Regions from separate parts of the Capsicum annuum genome. Here region 1 is linked to region 2. A link is a contact called in public Hi-C data. All regions are on one chromosome and are shown on one strand. The core of a region is the stretch at or near the end of the contact, and the rest is flanking DNA. Distances in the headings are between cores, read along the strand shown. Region 1 holds the start of LOC107849590 (transcription repressor OFP13). Region 2 overlaps LOC107850648 (pentatricopeptide repeat-containing protein At5g04810, chloroplastic).

Region 1 (4,620 bases), core at 1,638-4,137, 57 kb before region 2:
CAAACATGTCCTCTTAGTGATATTACTGATATATATTGAATGATTATAGCTAAACCTTAATTTTTCGTGGATTCGACTTCAAGCTTAAAATTTAAATTATATTTGCGGCGACTTTTATCCTCTTTAAGATGAATTTTTTGATGAATATGCAATTGTCACCTTCCCAGCATATCAACAGAAATGAGTTGAAAAATTTAAATTGACACCCAGAAATAAGTTAAAGTTAACAACCTTAAGAAGTAATAACACCCAATAAGGACTTTGTAGTCTTCAAGAAAAAAATATACTAAGCTAAAATGAGAAAAAAAAAGAAAAATTAATTTTGTCTTGAATATCTACAACGGTAAAAAATTTGAGATAATTTTTCTTTTAGAAAAAAAGCGACAGATAACTTGAAGTAGAAGAAGTAACTGTTGTGCTTCATTTAGTGTTGCCAAACATCATCTAATCCATGACAAGGCAGAGAAGGTAGTGTTTGTTGGTATGTCAAACTCAATAGGAAGGTACTATTAGTCATGGTAAGGTACAATTATACTGTGCAAAAAAATAAAACATCACTCTAATGAAAGGCTCTAGAAGGTCCATGATTCCCGAGTTATTAAAATTAGAGGCGTGTTCACGATTTAAACTCAATGAGTTCAATTTGTAATGTTCTTAACACAGAAGCTATAGTACTTTGAAACTGATAACATGTCAAGGAATCTGATATATTTGTTAGAATTTTCTTGATCTTAATTGGTAGGTACATTATTTTTCTTTTCTCTGTTCAGTTAGATGTGTGTACTTTCAATTCCCATGTAAGATTAGGTGATGCTGAAATCGTCACATCTTAGAATCAAGGAAACATTAAACTTCTATTATGACTGCACTAGTTTTAAGTTGATTTGGAATATTCACTCAGAAATGTTATGTTGACTTAGTTTAATGAAGGGGATGGGGTTAAAAAAAGGAGAAAATTTGATAGATCTCTATCTGCGATATGTACACTTTTTCCCCTTTGACCTAAGCAATTAATAATGTACATGTGAAATCGCTCATACGATTACATTGAATATGTTATTGTATATATGAAATCTTGTAACTTTCAGACTTAAATATGCCTAACAAAGTCCACGGGATTAGTGTAGAAGAAATCACGAAAGTGAACAGAAAGAAATCAATTCATCTCCATAGGAAAGAATACGGGCAGAAAACACGGGAATCGGAAATCGGAGACGATCATCTCAAGACACATCACGATCTATTGAAAACACCAGAATGACCTAGGAGTGCCATGCAATGCGATGACAACTGAGGCATCATTTTCGCTATGGTGGCACACTCGGCCCCTGAGAATGGAGAACCACGAGCTTGGTGCACTAAGCTCCCATTATGAATGGATTTAGAAAAGGATCGGATCACAACGATCTATTGTATAAAGTCTTATCTTGCATTTCTACAAAAGTATATTTCCAGAACGAAAATCTGCAACCTTAATCGCGTAACAACAACTTTACCCTTTGTTCTTTACCGGGAGAAAGGGCTTAAAAAGGGAGCAAAAATGATAAACACCATTTGCAATATTTATAAATCTTCTTTCCTCTTTAACCTAAACACAATTACAATAATGTACACAAAATCACAATTGAGTAATTTAACTCTCCTAAAGAACTAACTACTACTACTCCCTTTTTCTTGTTCCTCAATCTCTTTATTTCCTACTAAAGACAGAGGAGAAGAAGGGGCAGAAAATGAAGAAGCAGCAGAAGAATAGCAAGTAATTGAATCACAAGTAGGAGGAGAAACCTCAATAAGCAAATCCACAAAAGCACCTATAATAAATCCATGATTTATTTTCCCATTCATTTTCAAGTACCATCTCAATAACTCTTGTAAAGATTCCCAATCTTTAATCTCATTTGTTTCCACCATTTCCTTCATTGATTTCTTGAAATCCAAATATGGATCCTCTGATTCCATTGCCAATGCCACACTTTCCTTAAATGGCAATTCTTGATCATCATCATCAACATCATCTTCTTCTTCTTGTTCTAGTTTCTTTGGTTCTTGATTTTGGTTTTGATCTTGATTTACTTTTTGTTCATCCAAGATTAACGAGCTAGTGCAATTTGGCTCAAAAAACAGTCGTTCTGAACGAACACCTTTGATGATCAACTCCATTAATGGTTCACCTGTTTCATCAGACTCTGTTGAAAAACTAGCTGATTCTGAGGAATTTGTGAACCAAGATTCTGGTGTTGTTTCAGTTTCAACAACCCCATGTTGATGATGATCAGTACTACAAGGGTCTAAGAATATTGAATTTATAGTCTTGAAAATGTTGTTGCTGTTGTTGGCATTTGCTCTGAATGATAGAGTCTTGGTGTGTGCACAAGAAGGCCATTGCCATGAACCAAGATTCATTTTCTTGCCCATATAAAAGTTGGTAGTATTTTTCAAGAATCTAACTTCTTTTGGTACAAAAAAAAGTGATTTTTTTTTTCAAGATTCTAACTTTTTGGGTTGTTTCTAATGGTTTCTGAGATAAAAAAAAAAAAAAAAGTTGTGATATTTTTCAAGAATTCCAACTTTTTGGGGTAGTTTCTAACGTTGTGATTCTTTTCAAGAATGTAACTTTTTGGTTAGTTTGTAAGTTCTATTGGTTTTGGGATAAAAAGAACTTTTTGAGTAGTTTGTAGATTCTAGTGGTTTGGGATTTCAAAAAGTTGTGACTTTTTTGGATGGTATTAATGGTGATAATAAAGAGGAATAGCAAGGGAGAAGGGAGATATAAAGAGAGAGAGAGGTGACAGGAAGGTGGAGAGGAAATAGGGGGTGGTGGGTAAGTCTATTTCATGTGTGTTGTTTAATTGTATGTATGCATTTTTTTGAAAAATTTAATGGTTATAATAAATGCACCATCACAAGAAATGAACATAGCAGTAAAACAACTTATTGGAACTGCGAATTCTATCCCTTTCTGTCTATTTTACTTCTCATGTTTTTCTTACACAATTAAGAAAGTAATTGTGGTAGATCTCTGTGATACTGATAAGGTTTGTTTATTCTCTTTAAATTTTATTTTTATATTCTTTTCGGTTTATTTTATTTGTCATGTTTTTTCTTTCTAATTGTGTTAGATCTGTATGGTGGTGATAAGGTTTGTATACATTTTACTCTCTCCGAAATCCACTTTATAAACTATGCTAAACATATTGTTATTTTATTTGATTCAATTTAATACCTTTCTCTTTTTCACCACATTAATTTCTCTCTACTTTTATTAAAGGTAAAAGTGATAATATAGATGATTATATCTTGATTTTCTGAAAGAGATAATGGTCAAAATCACATTTAAACTATCATTTTTCTTTGAGGATTTTACATGTCAATTATCAATTATTCTCTTTTCCTACTTAAGCTATCATAATATAGGTATTGAAGCAAATTTATTTGAGTAGATTGTAATAGTTCATGTACAAAAAGGGAATACCTTATAGTTGACCTATTCAACTTCGACGTGTGTTTTAATACATAGATGGTGATATTGTTCAGGTAGAAAAAAATATAATTAATACTTAGATTAATCAGTTTCAAGATGTGTTTTAATACATAGATGGTGATATTCAGGTAAAAAAAGAATATAAATGGTGATAGATCATGCGTGAAAAGGAAAAACACACCTAAAGTATTTCAACTTTTTGAGTTTCACATCTGAACTATCATGTGTGTGAGTTTTCTACCTGAACTATTACCAACTAGTTAGCAAAATATTAATAAATAATTAATTATTTGAGTTTCACACATTTGATAGTTTAGATATGAAACTCAAAAATTAGGATACTTTAGGATATTATTTGTTAAAGTGTATTAGACAAAATAATGCATGTATTAGTCTTTTGTACTGCTAGTACCGTATTTGATATAATTTTTTAGACTATGCATAACTAATACTTGCATTCATTTTTTTGGTAACTAATCTTCATTTTATTACCAAAGTGATCATTACAGCACATTACAATCTAAGTTTGATAACACAGCTTAGTACGTAACATTCTACCTACTATGGAGCTAAACAGGATAAAAATTCAGCTTTTCTAAATTCCTGACTAGCTTGACCTGCTTCTGAGCAACATAGAAAAACATCTTATATTATCTTCCTAATCAACATCTGCACTGTGGCATCCTTCTTCTAGAAAAGTCTGTTTTTTTTTCATCCTGAGTTGACAAATACAACCTGTCAGACTCATCTTTAAGATGTGAGCAGTAGCCGATTGCCCACCAACATAAGATCCCATCCATGTAATCCCATCAGTCCATCTGCTTATTATTTTTGTGATTCCTTGTCATCTTAACGGCATTGTCCAGACCTTCCTTGAGAATGGACATTCAAAAAACAAGTGGTCATGACTTTCCACAGCTTCATTGCACAGGCAACACACTAAAGAAATGTCCATACCCCATTTGTGAAGCCTATCTTCTGTATACAATCTTTCTATAATAGCTAGCCTAAGGATGAAGATCCACTTTGGTGCCACGTTGTTACAAACCAACCTCTTCGATTGGACCTTTGAAAAAATACCCTGTAACTTCTTGTACATATTTTTGATGGAGTAATGGTCCAGGCTCATCACTTCTTCA
Region 2 (4,680 bases), core at 784-3,283:
TTATCATTTGATAAAATAATTTGTACTTTTGTGCATCTATTAAGCCAAAAGATCTTTGAGCGTAGCTTAAGAAAGACAAGAAAAATGGGTCCATCATTATCAGATGCATATTTTTCCATGCAAGCATGCATGCAATATAATGATGATTAGAACAGCCTAATTGATAAAAGGTTTGTCATAATTGAAAAAATGGATTTTAGCTTAATAATAGTGAATCAACAATTTTAATTTGTTGCAACCTAAAATATAGAGGCTATTTCTTTTAACTTGTGGACCAAAAACAAGTGCCCAGCTCCCACCTCTATACAATTCCATACCCAAAAGGTTATCCAAGATATGAATTTCACAGTTTGGTGTTTGACATTCTACTACAATTTATTTGATTATTAATTTTGAAATATATAGTTAATGTTTAATATAAACAAATTCTTATCCAATTTCATTGTGTGAGTTTGTTTTTATTGTCATCTCAAATACGAATGAAGGAGGAGTATTGTAATCAAGGACAGAGCCAGAAGCAGAATAAAGTAGAGGAGGTTCATCGACCTATTTATATATGATTTTATGTTTATATATATATAATTGATATTATCGAATTCCCTTTGACTATTTTATGCATATGCTTTCTTCTTCATATTCTGAATCAAATTCATGACTCCGTCCTAATTATAATAGGCTGACAGCAAATATAAAATTTATTAATTCATAATAACTCCTCATAATATGTTAAATTGTTAGAGAATTTCTAATACTATTATTATAAATCCTTAAGCCTCTCCGAAGCATCAAAAGAAGACCAGAATTTTTATTAAAATAAAATGTGCAACAACCAACCATGCACTAATTTTCATGTTAGCTAACATCTCTCAACCAGAAATATTCTATTTGATCTTCCTCTTTTTCTATTTTGGTGAGGTGTTTTTGTCTCTTTTTTTTGGAGGGGGGTGGGGGTGTTTGAATTTGGTTCAAACATATGATGCTAAATAAATAATTAGATACAACTCCATAGGATATGTGCTATAATGATAATATAAATATGTAACACATCACCTTGTTATCATTATAAATCATTTGGAACTACAAGTTCAAAGAGCATATCCAACTATCTAAGTACAAAGTTCCAACAAGATTAGGCTATTTTATTCTAGTCTCAATTATTTTTAAATTGTCAAGAAATTTCTTCTGATACTTCCCTCGTGTGATTAATTATAAGATTTTTTTTTTAGGAATATTTGAGATTCTTATCTTCATAATCTTGATTTATTTTTTAAAATATTTTCTCAAGGGGCAAAAATGTATGTATATGAACTGTTTTGTCCCCTCTCTACCCCAACACATTATGGTACATTGACCTTAATTCTATGATTGGAGTTCAACTATATTATATAGCTTTAATTGTTTCCATAGGTTACTTTCAAATAACTAAAAGAGTTAATAGCACTTTAATTTAGTGCCTGATTAGTTGATAAACTCAATTTAGTCCTTGTGATATATATATACATATATATATATATGACTAAATAAGCACATTTAATTTTAATTTTTTGAAATGTGCACTTTGATTCATTTAATTTGCTGGTGAATAATCATAAATTTGCTGAATTATATATTATAAACCCTTCCGTCGTGTGTTTGCCCGTGCATGCATGTATTATGTTAACTTTATATGGTTACTTTAGTTAATTAAAAATAACATATTTTTAAAATTAGTCTAAAGATAACATATTTTTTACGTAAAAAGAACGTAAGTATATATTTTTAATGAATAGATGGTTAAATATAATCAAAATAAGAATTTATTAATAATTGATTGACCAAAAATATTACTACTAAGTTTTTATTAATTAAAAAGATTTTGAAAGATAACCACCATTCATAATGTCCCCCATATAAAAGATGTGCATGACCAAATTCAGATAATTATTGAAGAATTTGAGTGTTGAACAGATATGTGACTAATTAAGGGGGACAGTTCTTGATTAAGAACAGCCAATTAATAATAGAAGTCAATTAAGGGGTTGTGACTTGTGACTAATTAATCAATAAATTAAACCTAACTTTACTTAGCATACTTTAGGAAAGAGATAATTATGGGGGACAGTTCTAGATTAAGAACAGCCAAATTCTTAAACGTAATTACTATTTCCTCAGTTTTTAAATACTTGTCATGCTTACTAAAAATAGATACTTGCATGACACTTATCATTTTAGAAAATCAAGTCATAAGTAATTGTTTGTTAAGACTTTTTTCCTTAGTCATAAATATGGAGAGATATTAATATGATTCAAAAGAAAGAAGTATTAAATATAGATGAGTAATAATTGAGGGTAATTTAATCAAATTATGCTCTTGTTAATGTTTTTCTTAGAGCGTGCAACCCAAAAATGTGACTTGTATTTAGGCATGGAGGGAGTACTAATTAGTGTAGTAATTACAAAGTTATTCTGACAATTCGCTATAACATGATAATAAACTTTCCGTCTCAAATTATATGTCGTATTTCTCTTTCACACTTTCATTAAAAAAAAAACTAATTAGAAGGAAGTTTTGACTATTTTATCATATTTTACACTTAAAATTTCCCGCTTTAAATTGTTGTTTTAACTATAATTTTTTTACACTTAAAAGAAATTCTTTTGGGACCTATCAATTTTGAACTAAACTTATTAACAATCTTTTACACTTCAATAATTTTGAACTAGACTTTTTAGTATTTCCATTTTTCTCGTCTCATTGCATTTGTATAAGCAAGATTCCTATTCCCTTCCTTTTTCATCTCTTACCTTTTACACGTATATAAATTGTTTGTATGGTTAAATGGAATACAGTACAATTCCTTTTTTTTTTCTTTTTAAAATTTTGGCAATAGAAATTGTTACAGCATGTTTTTTCAGAACATAGTAAAATCCAAGGAGGAATGTCCAAATTTCTAGTAACAATCTTACGCTACATAATTTCTAGTATCATATTTTGTTGGTACAAACTTGCCTTAGACAAAACTAGTAGATCTTGTACCTTATTTTCAAGGTTTCCAATTACCCCATACTATGCCATTCGTCTCAATTTACATGTCGGTATTTAATTGAACACGAAATTTCTGAAACAAAACTTTTGAAATTTGTGATATTTGGCAATAACTTTTCCAAGACAGACAATTCTCATGCTTTGGAGCCGGAATCTATGAAGTAACTATACTACTCCCTCCGTTCGGTTTTACTCCTCACAAATTGAGAAGACACACTTATTAAGAAAAATAATTAATAATATGATCATTTTATCATAATACCCCTATTAAATGATATTTACACTGTGTCTTGAAATTAATTTAAAGAAAAAAATAATTAATGCTAAGGGTAAAATAGAAAAAAAAAAATTATCTTTTCTTGATATGTCAAAAATGACAAGTAAAAGCTAACAGAGTTGTTAAAAAGTAAGAGTTCATAGCTATAATGAAGTGCCTTGCACCTAAGAATGTGACTCAGCGGTTAATGATCTTCGCTTAGCGGGAACAACAAAAACCTATCATCTTGCTCACAAGGATGAGATGGTTTTCTACCTCAATTCACCATTTCAAACCTTACAGAGAATTTTTCCATACTAACTCCTGCCTATAGCGATTAAAGCACCTAAAAAAATCGTATTTGGTCTGGACACTACCGTTATAAAAAAATATCTATCTATATCTATCTATCTATCTATACATATATATATATATATATTAAAAAAGGGGCAGTGCATTAGCTGCAATATACATAACAGGTCAAAAGACAAATGATTTCTGTTGGCTACAATATCTTCAAGAAAAAAAGACATTTACAAGAAGAATAGATTGAAGTTTGCCATGTTGATCAGACAACCTGAAGACACAACTAGTATCAAATTTCATCTACATATAAACACCTCTTTTTCTACACAAATAACTCAACCTAATTCATCTAAACTGGAGGGAGAGCGCGGTTACCGAATTTCATCAAGCTACCTTCTAATTATAAGGTGGGAGCGTTCGTATCATCGTCACTGTCAATGTCACTGTCAGACTCGTAGAGTGGACCATCATCATAAAAGTCGTCGCTTAACCCTTCATTATTCCCAGTATCATTTGAAGCTGCATTAAGATTTCTGTGGGAATTCCAATCAGGAGGGAAGGTCTTTTGAAGTGCTTCTGTTAAATCACCTCCGGTCCTCTCAATCTTGCGCAAGCATCTGGACCAATGAACTGCAGTTCCCATGTCAACAGTCAATCCAGACTCAACCATCTCCTCACAAACGCGGTGGATCCCCGCTATAATGTAAGATTCAGCAACTGTGGCCCTTGACAACAGTGATGTCATTAAACAATGATATACGGCTTTGTCTGGCTTCAAACCAGATTGCTTCATCTCTTCAAAGCATTTTAAAGCCTTTTCGGGAAGTGAAGCCCGTGCCCAACCGTGTATGAGAGTGGTGTAGGTTTTAACATTAGGTTTAACCCCAACCCTTTTCATCTCTGCAATTGTGTTTGTCGCTTTCTGAAACAAAACAAATTGATTGTAGCCATCTGGATATCTGGGAAAAGAAAGAACATACATTCTTTGGCCAAGATAAGCAGAGCAAATAATGACTCAAAGCAACTACACCTCAAATTCCGACTAGCATCTGATGCATATATATTTACTATGGCAAGCTATAGTACAGCCATG

The links. Hi-C and Micro-C count contacts between places; a contact is called where the count stands out from the background.
Region 1: a Hi-C map of placenta shows a contact between it and region 2, with 4 times the contacts expected there. The contact joins the promoter of LOC107849590 here to the enhancer-like site in region 2. A contact is called at or near these places in 3 of 5 Hi-C or Micro-C datasets (leaf, pericarp and placenta).

The regions. Positions count from the first base shown.
Region 1 is chr12:23,792,864-23,797,483 of UCD10Xv1.1, reverse strand. It overlaps LOC107849590 (transcription repressor OFP13), which reads right to left and starts at 2,887. Exons shown (of 1, transcript XM_016694149.2): 1 at 1,545-2,887. The coding sequence starts at 2,415. The coding sequence ends at 1,651.
Region 2 is chr12:23,735,289-23,739,968 of UCD10Xv1.1, reverse strand. LOC107850648 (pentatricopeptide repeat-containing protein At5g04810, chloroplastic) reads right to left here. Exons shown (of 13, transcript XM_016695327.2): 10 at 4,462-4,509; 11 at 4,422-4,460; 12 at 4,069-4,419; 13 at 3,720-4,067. The coding sequence ends at 3,984. Among protein-coding and RNA genes, the nearest start is that of LOC107850648, 12 kb to the right of the region's middle. Within about 2 kb of position 2,033, at least 1 of the 5 cell types and tissues checked has an H3K27ac peak or open chromatin away from gene starts, as enhancers often do. A contact at or near this core is called in pericarp, where this site is marked.